Linked DNA regions of Sus scrofa: all the other regions are linked to region 2. Evidence: chromatin contacts called from public promoter capture Hi-C data. All regions are on one chromosome and are shown on one strand. Each heading gives the region's core, a stretch centred on a gene start, on an enhancer-like site or on the middle of the called end of the contact. The rest is flanking DNA. Distances are from core to core; before and after follow the strand shown.

Region 1 (3,459 bases), core at 669-3,168, 270 kb before region 2:
GACGGTGAGGCTGGATCTGACTGGGGCAGAGCTGAAGTGAGGAAGCTCCTGGGGACAGGAAGTCCTGGAACCTGTAACAGCTGTACTCCTCCCAGCTGAGGGAGCAGTAAACCGAGGTCTCATCCGGGGCCTGCTCCCTCCTCTGTGAGGCGGTCCGCTCACCCGCAGGAGAATGCTGGAACTCCACAATAAGCCCCGGTGCCACAGACCTTTTTAGAACTGTTTTTTTCATGAGTGGTTCTGCTTTACAAAAACCGCTGAACCCACAAAGTACCAGACCGGGGCCTGGACTGAGTGGGTGCAGTTCTGTCAACTGAACAGTCCTCTCGGGGGCCGGGGACCACCTGGAGATGGTGTGCGTGATACGTACATCCGTGAGACGGCTGCCCCTGGGGAAAGAAAAGACAGACACACTCTCACTTTGTTCAGGTTGCAGACAAATTCCAAAAACTAATGATAAACGGTAAGAGTCTGGGATTTCAATGACAAAGTAAAAGAAGGCTTTCTCGGATAACTGACAAAGGCGCCAAAAGCGAGTCCTGGTTGACTGTGGACAAAATGATTTGATCCTGAAGGGCTCCTTCTCGGATGAAGAAACGGCGGAGGCCACCCCATCTGAAGGACACGAAGACTTACTGGTTCTCAAGGCAGCTGCCCCGAGGGAGATAAACAAGGGCCTCTTTGTAAGAGGCCACTTCTGGGCCCAAACACGCGACTCGTGAACGCACTCAGCCTGAAATAGGGCCGTTGTTCCTCGCAGCTTCTGGAAGGATGACCTCGCCAAGCCCGACAACGCCACGCATTATTGAAAACAAACCACAGGGATGTTGTGGCCAAAACGCCAGATGTGCAGGGCAGAGAGAAAGGCTGTTTAATGAACAGGCAGAGCTCCGCAGTCAATGTGCTGCATTGGCTGGAGGGCGGCTGCCTCTGGCCGAGTGCCCAGCCGCACCTGAACTGTCCAGGGTACAGACTTGGGAGACGTGCTCGGAATCCCCAGCGAACACGTGTAGACCTTTCAGGAGTTTCAGAAGCACTTCGGGTCCTGCCTTGGCTCTGCGAGGGCTGGCTGCCTTGCCTTTGAGCCGACACCGACCCCACAGCACCTGTATCTCTCCTGTCTCGTGGGGACCGCCCCTCCCCCCAGGGCTCAATCACAAAAATGTTTGCTGAAGCTTCTCTCTGGGGTCCCAGTTTCCTTTCTTTCCCCTGGAAAAGGTGTTAATTCCCATGATCTCCCACCTCATCAGGCCTGGCTCCCAGGGGCTGCTGCCCATGTCAGAAATGAGACCTGTCCATGGAGGGAACTGTCGGCCCCACTGCAGCTCTCTACAGCCCAACAGCTTCTCCCAGGTAACTCCCTCCAATTGTTTCCAGCAAGGAGTGCAGGTTTGGAGCTTTGCATGAGACACCACCACTCACTCAGGAGGGGTGAACGTTCTGGAATGATCTTTGCCAAAGGCCGCCTGGGCCAATGGCAGCAACTCCCACATCCTGTGAGCCCCCAGGACCCAGCAACGGCCAGGAAGGTGAGGCCGGAGGTACCCCCGTCCCTGAAATCCTCGGCATCCTTCCCAGGCCCTTCTCGGCTGTGCCCCGGAGCAGAGATGCGGGGCGGGGGTCCTCGCTCCAGGGCGGAGGTGCTGGGCTGGGGTCTCTGTTTTCCGATAGCTCTGCCCTAGGGCTGGGTTCCCGGGGAGAGGGTGCCGGACAGGGGGGAGGACGGCCTCCGGCCTCACCAGCAGTTGAGCTTCCGCACGTTGTGCAGCTCCGAGGCCTTGGCCCGGGACAGGACCATCTTCCGCGTCAGCTTCATGGCGGCGGCCGCAGGACCCCAGACCCCGGCAGAGCTCTCGAACCGCTCGCTAACCCGAGGTGGTCGGCCCCGCCGCGGCGCGTTTCCAGGGGGCGGGGCCTATGTCGCCAGGGGCGGGTCCAGAGAGCCCATTGGCCGCCGGCGAGGGGGCGGGTCAGCGCGAGCGCAGTGGGCCGCCCGGGCTTCCTCTTCGCGCTTTGGCTCCGCCCCCCGCCCGCTCCGCCCTGCCCCGGCGGCGCGCCGCCGGTCTTGCGCCTGCGCAGAGTGGGAGGCCAGGCTCTGACGTCATCCTTCCGCGCCGGGGTTGGGGACCCACCGCCCTCGCCGAGCGTCAAGGGGGTGGGCTCTTAACTGCCCCGGGTTACAAAGAGTTAAAGAGTTGAAAGGACTTGTCCTGACCCCTTCGTCTCGGCACTTACGGAAGGAGGCAGGTGCCGAAGATACCGGCCAGCCCGAAGGGAGCCCTCACGGCACTTGAATGCTTTAGAAGTCAAGTTCTTTGGGCTGCCTGCAGAGGGCGCTAGGACAGGGATCCAGGATCTCAGACTGCTGGGGGGACGAGACCGAGACCGGCCTCCTCTGGGACCTCGTCCCCACGGCCCCGGTCCCGGCTTCGGCCCGCCCAGCCCGGTCTCAGCAAAGATCCTGCTGGTCACCCCAGCCCATCTCCGATCACCCCGGACACCTGATGCGTTCTTCGTCCCCCCTCTCCCGCGGAATCTAGTCCGTGACTCAGTCCCCTACCCGTCACGTCTCTCAGGAGCTTTCCACCCACTGGCCTCTCATGCGCCTTGGCCATAAATCCCCCGTCTTTGTTGAATTGGAGTTGAGCGCTCTCTTTCTCCTCTCACTGCAATAATTTTGAATAACGCTTTTACCAACTGGTCAGAATCATCGTTTTCTTTCACAGAGGTCAGCGATGGCTTTCTCAGAGTCACCTCCGAAGCCCAGGGCTGTGGAGGATCTCCCTGTTGGAGGGACCTCTGTGGTGAGGAGGGGTCATGATTCAGTGGGGACAGTGGGATTTTGCTGCAGGATCTCCCATCCCATCCAACACCGCCATTGTCCTTAGGAAGACCACAGGGAATTCTAAAAAGAGAAGCATTCGCACCGTAGTTTAACAACTGCTGCATTTTCTTTTTTTTCATTTTAGAAACCGTTGACGTTCCATCCACCCATTTTTATTTTAAGAGTTTGTGGAAGAACTCAAGACCCCTCAGTGGCTGTTCCTACCCACTTGGTGGCCTGAGCAGTGGGAGCTGCAGCCCAGTCTTCAGTGGCAGGCTAAGCATTCAGAATCTAGTATAGGGAACGGCCGGATGGGCACGGAGGCACCCACCTGCCACCACAGGTGAGTAGCGGTGACCTGGGGCTGCAGCGGCCCATTCACCCTGAAATGCCTCCTTGGTCGCAGGCTTCTCAGCTGCTCTTGCTCCTCCTCTCCCGTCTCTTCAGGATCTCTCTAGAAGCAGAGGTCAGGCGTGGCCTCCCGTGGGCGTGCACGGGAGATGGTGCCACGCAGGCACGCGCAGAACCTCCCGGGGGACCATCCACCACGTCAGACCCACGGGTGAGCTCCCCTGTTGCTGCCCGGGTGGCAGTAACCACACAGCACAGGGGAGAGGCTTGTCACAGAGAGCACC
Region 2 (3,141 bases), core at 366-2,865:
ACCGTCCGTGGGGCTGGAGAAATGTGCCAGGGTGGAGGAGTTGGGGATCTCACAGAGGCAGACGGGCCAGAGCACAGAGCATCTGCGGGGTCCCTGCAAGGGCTTCCGGGCAGAGTGACACGATGCGACCGTGTGGCGCAGAGAAGCAGTGGGCGCAGGAGCAGAGGCATCTGCGCTGCAGTTCCCCGGGCCGGAGGCTGGCTTGGACTCAAATCAACAGATTACGTGTGGCACAAGCACGTCTCCCAGTCAAACACCAGGCGGGAAGAGGAAGGCCGTGGGTGCCGCCACCCAGAGGGAAAGACGGTGGGGCGACAGTGGGGCAGGAGCCCCAACTTCAGAGGAGGCCAGATGGTGAGCGTCACTCACACGTTTATTTTGGAGGGCCCGCCTCTGCAACACTGCGGTCTGCTCAGGCCAAACACCAATGCTCCCTGCACAGCGCCTCTGGGAAGGCTTAGGAAACCGAGACACCTGCACAGTACTGTTAGCTTTGCTGCACCCATTGTCGACGCTCATTTTCCAGTTTCTCCCGAAAGTGTCCTCGGTGTAACGGTAACAGCCACAGCTAAGACCAGGGACAGCCACCCAGCAGGTACCTGGGAAGCACTCCTCTGCACGGGTGAGGGCAAGGGCGGAGGCCAAGGTCAGAGAATTAATAAGCAGAGGCAGGTCTGAGCCGCCGGCGGGCTCCCGCCCTGTGTGAGGCCAAGCAGAACACTTTCAAACCCGAGCGCAGCCAGGGCTGGCCTCTCCCCGCGACTCCTCCCGGGAGCCTCTGCTGCAGAAGGGGGTCTGCGCAAGGCTGCCGGTTCTCGCTTCTCCCGCTGCGCTCCCCAACGGTGAGGAAAGGTGCTGCCTAAGGAGGCACGAGGGTTTTCCCAACACTACCCAGGAAGGATGGCAGGTGGCCTTGCTCAAAAACGGCTCCCTTTGTGACGGAAAACTCAAATCTGACTTTTCACCTCAAACTCATCACACTGCGCTTTTCTCTTAACGTTTCTTTGCTAACTTCTCGATAGGCCACTTGGGCGTCCCCTCTCCGGCCACCGCACGTTCACGAGGCCGGAAAGAGAGAGTCACTCAAAGAGCCAGAGACGGAAACGAACGAGCCCGGACTGGGCGCAACCATCCGGGCTTCCCGTCCAGCGCGGCGCCGCGCCGGCCGATCCTGCAGGTCCGAGGTTCGCAGGGGCCGCCGGTGCCCGGACAAAACCCGCCCCGACGGCGCACAGACGAGCCCGTCCCGGGGGTGGGCGGAGCGCGCGCTACACCACGGCCGCGGGGCCGCCGCGAGCAGCAGGGAAGGGGGGGCGCCGGGACCCGGGGGAGCGGGGCGCGGGGGTCGAGGGGGGCGTGGGCCGCCGCGAGCAGCTGAGGGCGGTGTGCAGGGACCCGGGAAGGAAGGGGGCGCCGGGCCGGGCGGCGGAGGAGAGGGCCGTCCCGGGAGACCGGGCGCGCGGGCCCCGAACTCACGTTTGTACTCGGCCATCAGCCTCTTGAGGGCCGTCCCCGCCATCGTCAGGGTAACAGCTGTGCCGTCGGCCTCTCCTCCTCAGCGCTCGTCCCTCCCACCCAGCGCCGGGACCGCTTCCGGGGCACCGGAGCCCTTCCGGGGCGCGGGGCGCGTGCGCGGCGGGAAGGGCGGGGCGCGCGCGCGGCGGGGAGGCGCGGGGCGCGTGCGCGGCGGGGAGGCGCGGGGCGGGCGCGGACTCCGGGGCCCGCCCTCGACCGCAGCCCGAATCCTGGCTCTGAGTACCTGGAGGGGAGGCTCCACAAGGTTTCGGCGCAGCGGCGCCCGGCCGAGTGTGCGAACTGCCTGCTCCGTCCTCGTGGCCTCAGGGCGGTCCCGACGGCGGGGAGGGGGCAGGAGGGTGGAGGGCAGAGGGTGGGGGACGGCGCGGGCGGGCGGCGGCCGGCCCGCTGGAAGAGTGGGGTTCACATGGCTTACTTGCTGAAAGTACCAGGAGAAGGGGAAGAAAGAAGATACCGCCAGTCCGGTGGGCTACAATGCACACGCTGGCACATGGACCGTATCGGGGCTCGCTCGCTGCCCCACCCCTGTGTCATTCAGAGGAGGTGACTTTGAGGCCCAAATGCAGTTAAAACGAGAAGGTCCATGGAAGACCTTTGGTGCCCCTGTGGCTACCCTCACGGTTTTAGGTTTTAAGTGAGAAGATTGGCGATTGGGGTGGCCTTATTCCGTGTCGGTGTTTCTGGATTCAGCTTGGCCAAGAGAGGAGCTTTGGGAGACAGGAGGGAGCAAAGCAGCAGCCCGACAGCCCCGACCTCCACCACAACAGCCGGCTGACCAGCAGGACCGGGGGCAGCGCGTCCAGACTTGCCCACGGCCCCGTTGACAGTCCCCGGACCACTGCTTCAGGAGGCCGACAAGGGTGGTCGTCCCCCTCCAGCTGCCCCTCACCCGGCCCCAGGCTCCCTGAGGCTCCGGCTTCCCCAGCTGGGTAATGTGCATCCAGGTGACTACACTAGGGTGTCCTTTTCTCGTAGTGTTCGCGGAGGTTCTACTGGTCGCCCCACTGTCTCTGGGCAATCTGTCGATGCTTCTTAGAATCCCCCTTACTTTAGAAAAAGTCGGCACTCTTAGTGCTTGGTAGCTTTGCCATGCAAGGATATGTAAACCTTTTTAAAAAGTGAAGTCTTGGAGTTCCCATTGTGGCGCAGCGCCAACGAATCCCACTAGGAACCATAAGGTTGTAGGTTCGATCCCTGGCCTTGCTCAGTGGGCTAAAGGTCCGGCATTGCCGTGAGCTGTGGCGTAGGTCGCAGACACAGCTTGGATCTGGAATTGCCGTGGCTGTGGTGCAGGCCAGCAGCTGTAGCTCCAATTGGATCCCTAGCCTGGGAACCTCCATGTGCCACGGATGCGGCCCTAAAAAGCCAAAGAAAAGTATGTCCTCACAGCACATACCCAACAGAGGCTTCTACAGAAGCTCCTGTGTAATGTCCTGTGCTGCTTTCTAGCATAATATGTGACTTGTTATGTGTCTCCTCTACCCAATACATGTCCCCTGAGGGCAGGGAATTTGTAATCTCGTGTGCCTGGATGCAGCCTCAGTGCCTGGACGAGGCAAGAAATTCTCTGTTGAGTTGAATAAAACAATGCAAACAAACCTCACA
Region 3 (3,125 bases), core at 369-2,868, 300 kb before region 2:
CCGGAAGCAAGGAACGCTGGGAGACACCAAAATTCTGCAGGAAAATGACTTCTAGCCTGAATTTCTAGACATAGCAAGTCTTTCATCAAGTACCAGGGTGGAGTAAGACCAATTTCACACGTGCAGAAACGTGATGCCCTTTCTTAGGGAGCTCCTGGTGGACACGCCCCCCCCCAGATGAGGGAGGGTGACGTGGGGGCTGGTGGCCACGAGACTCAGCAGGGAGACAGATGGAGACAGAGATCCCAGGATGACAGCTGTGCACCTGATGGCGAGGGCCACTGCCCGCCAACCCCAAGGCAGGGGTGGGCTCCTGAGGGCACAGACAATTCCAAGTGGGCTGTCTTCCCCCAGAACCCCTGCAGCCCTCCCGTCTTCTCAACCTGAGGCCAGAAGGTCAGTTGAGCGCCCAGATTCTTACCCGTGCCTGACTTGGTACAAGTGGAAGTGATGAGGTCCCTCTTTCCCTTCTGTCAAAATGTAAGAAACATCTGTTGTTACTCATGATAAGAACTCTTAGCAAAGTCCACCTCTCGGCCAAGTGTGAGTGTACGCTACGGAGTGAGTAACTCCTGGCACCGGCTGGACGGCTGGCTCTGGGACGCGCTCAATTTCTGCAGAACAGAAATTCTCTCTCTCCAACACCTCCCACTTGCTCTCCCCCTACAGTGGAATAGTTTTAGGTAAACTTCGTATTAGAACGTAACATATATAAAGAACAAATATAACACACACAAAGCCCAACTCATAGCCTTGCTGAGTTTTCCTAAGGCAAACACACCTGTGTCACCGCTCAGCTCAAGAAACAGAACACACTTGCTGCATCTCCACCAGCCTCCTAGTGGGCCCCACCCACTGCCAGCCCTGGGTCAGGATGGGTGCCTTTCCTTGCAGCCCCCAATCTGGCTCACGGGTACCCTCCCGCCAGTGACCAGGCTTATGGAGAGCAGGGGTCAAATGTGTTCCTGTGACTGCGCAGGCTCCCCACTTAGGGGCGGGTTGGATGGGGGAGGGGCTCCATCCCTCCGAGTGACTCCCCTACTGACCAGCCAAAGTAGAGCCCACCGCCCGGACTCAGGTGCCCACCCCAGGTTCCCCCCCCGCCCCGCCCAGGCGCTGCAAGTGTGCAAGTTTTCCAAGGGTCCAGCCAACATTGCCTGGAGTGACAGCTGAATGAATGAATGAATGAATGCTGACGGGTTTGCCTCTTAATTCCTTTTGCATCTCAGTCAGACGCCTCTGGGTGGGCCTTCAGCTAAAGCTTGGGGGCGGTCACGTGTAAGGAACAAAGTTGCAGCAGATCGGCGCCCAGAAAGACAAATTCCTCCGAGGAGCCAGGCAGGCAGCGCTTGGCAGAGGGACACATTCTGGCCGCCCCGACTTGCCTCTCGTCTGGCCACCGTACTTGACCAGCTTGGCCACAAGTTGTGACCGACAGCCCCTCCCTAAACGCTCCCCACTTGTTAGACGGAGCAGGTTTAGAAACGTGGCCGAGGAGGCTGGCACGGTCGGGAGGAGGCGCAGTCCTGCGGCGCAGGTACCCGGGGTGCGCGCCTGCGACCGGGGGCGGTGGCGCAGGCACGTCGGCCCCGCCCCGCGCTCCGCCCCCGCTGCCCCGCCGGCGTGGACACCGGTGACCTCACACGGCGCCGGGGCGGGGCGCAGGGCGCGGGGCGGGCCTGGCGACAGCGGCGGCGCGGGGCGGGAGAGCGAGCTCGGCGGAGTCGGCGCCGCCATGGCTACCGTGGACCTGGAGAAGCTGCGCACGTCGGGGGCCGGCAAGGCCATCGGCGTGCTGACCAGCGGCGGCGATGCGCAAGGTGGGTGCTGGCGCACCGCCGGTCGCCCGCGGGCAGCGGGTGTGCTCCCCGGGCCCCTGGGGCGCGCTGGCCACCCTCGACCAGCACTTGAGGCGCGCGGCCAGCCGGTGCCCCAGCCGGGCTCCGCCTCCCGCCCTCTCCCAGTCCTCGTGCCCCCGTCCGGGTCCCCATTCCAGTCCTGCACCCGCCCCGACGCGCCGGGCCCGCGTACGTGCCACCCACCACGGCCTCTGCGCCCCGCCCGCCGGGGGTGTGTCTGTGCGGCCGGCTGCGGCCGGGACAGGGCGCTCTTGCCCCCCGGTCGCTCTCTGCGCCCTTTCCCGGTGGCGGGGTCAGGAACCGCCACCGCCTTTCCTGGAGGCCACGCTGCGCGGAAGCCTCGGAAGGCTGGGCAGGTCCCCGCAGGCCGGGAGAACCCGGCTCTTCCTGGTTCTGAAACACGACCTGGGGGCATAGGGTTAACCCCAAACCAGCTTCCAGGGTGGCTCTGGGGCATTTTTCTTTAGCGCGGCCCTCTTCTCGACCCCTGGTACATGGGGAGCCAAAGACTGTGGCCTTCCTCGTGGCCTGCCCTGCGCCCTGCAGCCAGGACCTGGCAGAGCTGGGCAAGTGCCCCTCCAGGCGGCCCCTCCTGGAGGCCTGGTCTTGGTCAGACTGCTGCTCTCCAGCGCCTCCGCCTGGGATGGCCAGGGCGGCACCTGTTGTGCCTGGCCGCATGGCCGCACCGCACTCCTGGAACCCAGAGAGAGACCTGACATAGCCCGGGAGGCAGGCCTGCCTGGGAGGGAGAGAGCTGGCACCTTCAGTGTTCATGACTGGGCCTGGTCTGCCTCCCTCCAGATCAGAAAGCGCAGACACACACCTCCTGGGCCTGCCGCAGGCCCTGAGCCCCTGCTCCCCCCCAAGAGGGAAGAGGTAGGAGGGAGGGGCTTTCACCAGGGCGCCAGCCCAGGAGGCCGGAGGAATCAGCGCTGCCTGCATCCCGCCGGCCTGCGCAGGGCTCAGCTCTCTGGACCCGGCCTGGCGGGCGGGCACTGTGCTCTGCTGCATGTCTGCAACCCGCGTGGCTGGAGCGCTTGCAGCCTGTTGCTGGCAGTGGGGCTTTTCTTAGAATGTGGCCGGGGGGCCCACGGGGCCTGAGGAGAGCAGGCTTGGAGGGTGGTTTTGGGCAAGCATCATCTTGTGAGTTTGGAGCCCAGGAAGGGCCGGGTGTGTGGAGGGCAGACATCCTGAGGGGGCTGGCCCCGCCTCTCCAGGGAGGCCCCGCCTCTCCAGGGAGGCCTGGGTTCGCCTGGGCACAGGGGT

What was found. Promoter capture Hi-C pulls out the DNA fragments that hold promoters and counts their contacts.
Region 1: a promoter capture Hi-C map of liver shows a contact between it and region 2, with 4 times the contacts expected there. The contact joins the promoter of C13H21orf2 here to the promoter of UBE2G2 in region 2. A contact is called at or near these places in 1 of 5 promoter capture datasets (liver), 6 of 47 Hi-C or Micro-C datasets (alveolar macrophages, embryonic fibroblasts, epiblast stem cells and 2 more) and 1 of 2 datasets of contacts at active chromatin or transcription factors (alveolar macrophages).
Region 3: a contact with region 2 is called in a promoter capture Hi-C map of liver, with 2.7 times the contacts expected there. The contact joins the promoter of PFKL here to the promoter of UBE2G2 in region 2. A contact is called at or near these places in 2 of 5 promoter capture datasets (fetal liver and liver) and 1 of 2 datasets of contacts at active chromatin or transcription factors (alveolar macrophages).

What each region holds. Positions count from the first base shown.
Region 1 is chr13:207,202,823-207,206,281 of Sscrofa11.1, forward strand. C13H21orf2 (protein C21orf2) reads right to left here and starts at 1,919. Exons shown (of 7, transcript XM_021071512.1): 1 at 1,740-1,919; 2 at 371-389. The coding sequence starts at 1,816. LOC102158266 (a long non-coding RNA gene) reads left to right here and starts at 2,026. Exons shown (of 4, transcript XR_299372.3): 1 at 2,026-2,804; 2 at 2,970-3,167; 3 at 3,272-3,386.
Region 2 is chr13:207,470,211-207,473,351 of Sscrofa11.1, forward strand. UBE2G2 (ubiquitin-conjugating enzyme E2 G2) reads right to left here and starts at 1,616. Exons shown (of 6, transcript XM_003359009.4): 1 at 1,477-1,616. The coding sequence starts at 1,519.
Region 3 is chr13:207,165,669-207,168,793 of Sscrofa11.1, forward strand. It overlaps PFKL (ATP-dependent 6-phosphofructokinase, liver type), which reads left to right and starts at 1,619. Exons shown (of 22, transcript XM_021071510.1): 1 at 1,619-1,820. The coding sequence starts at 1,736.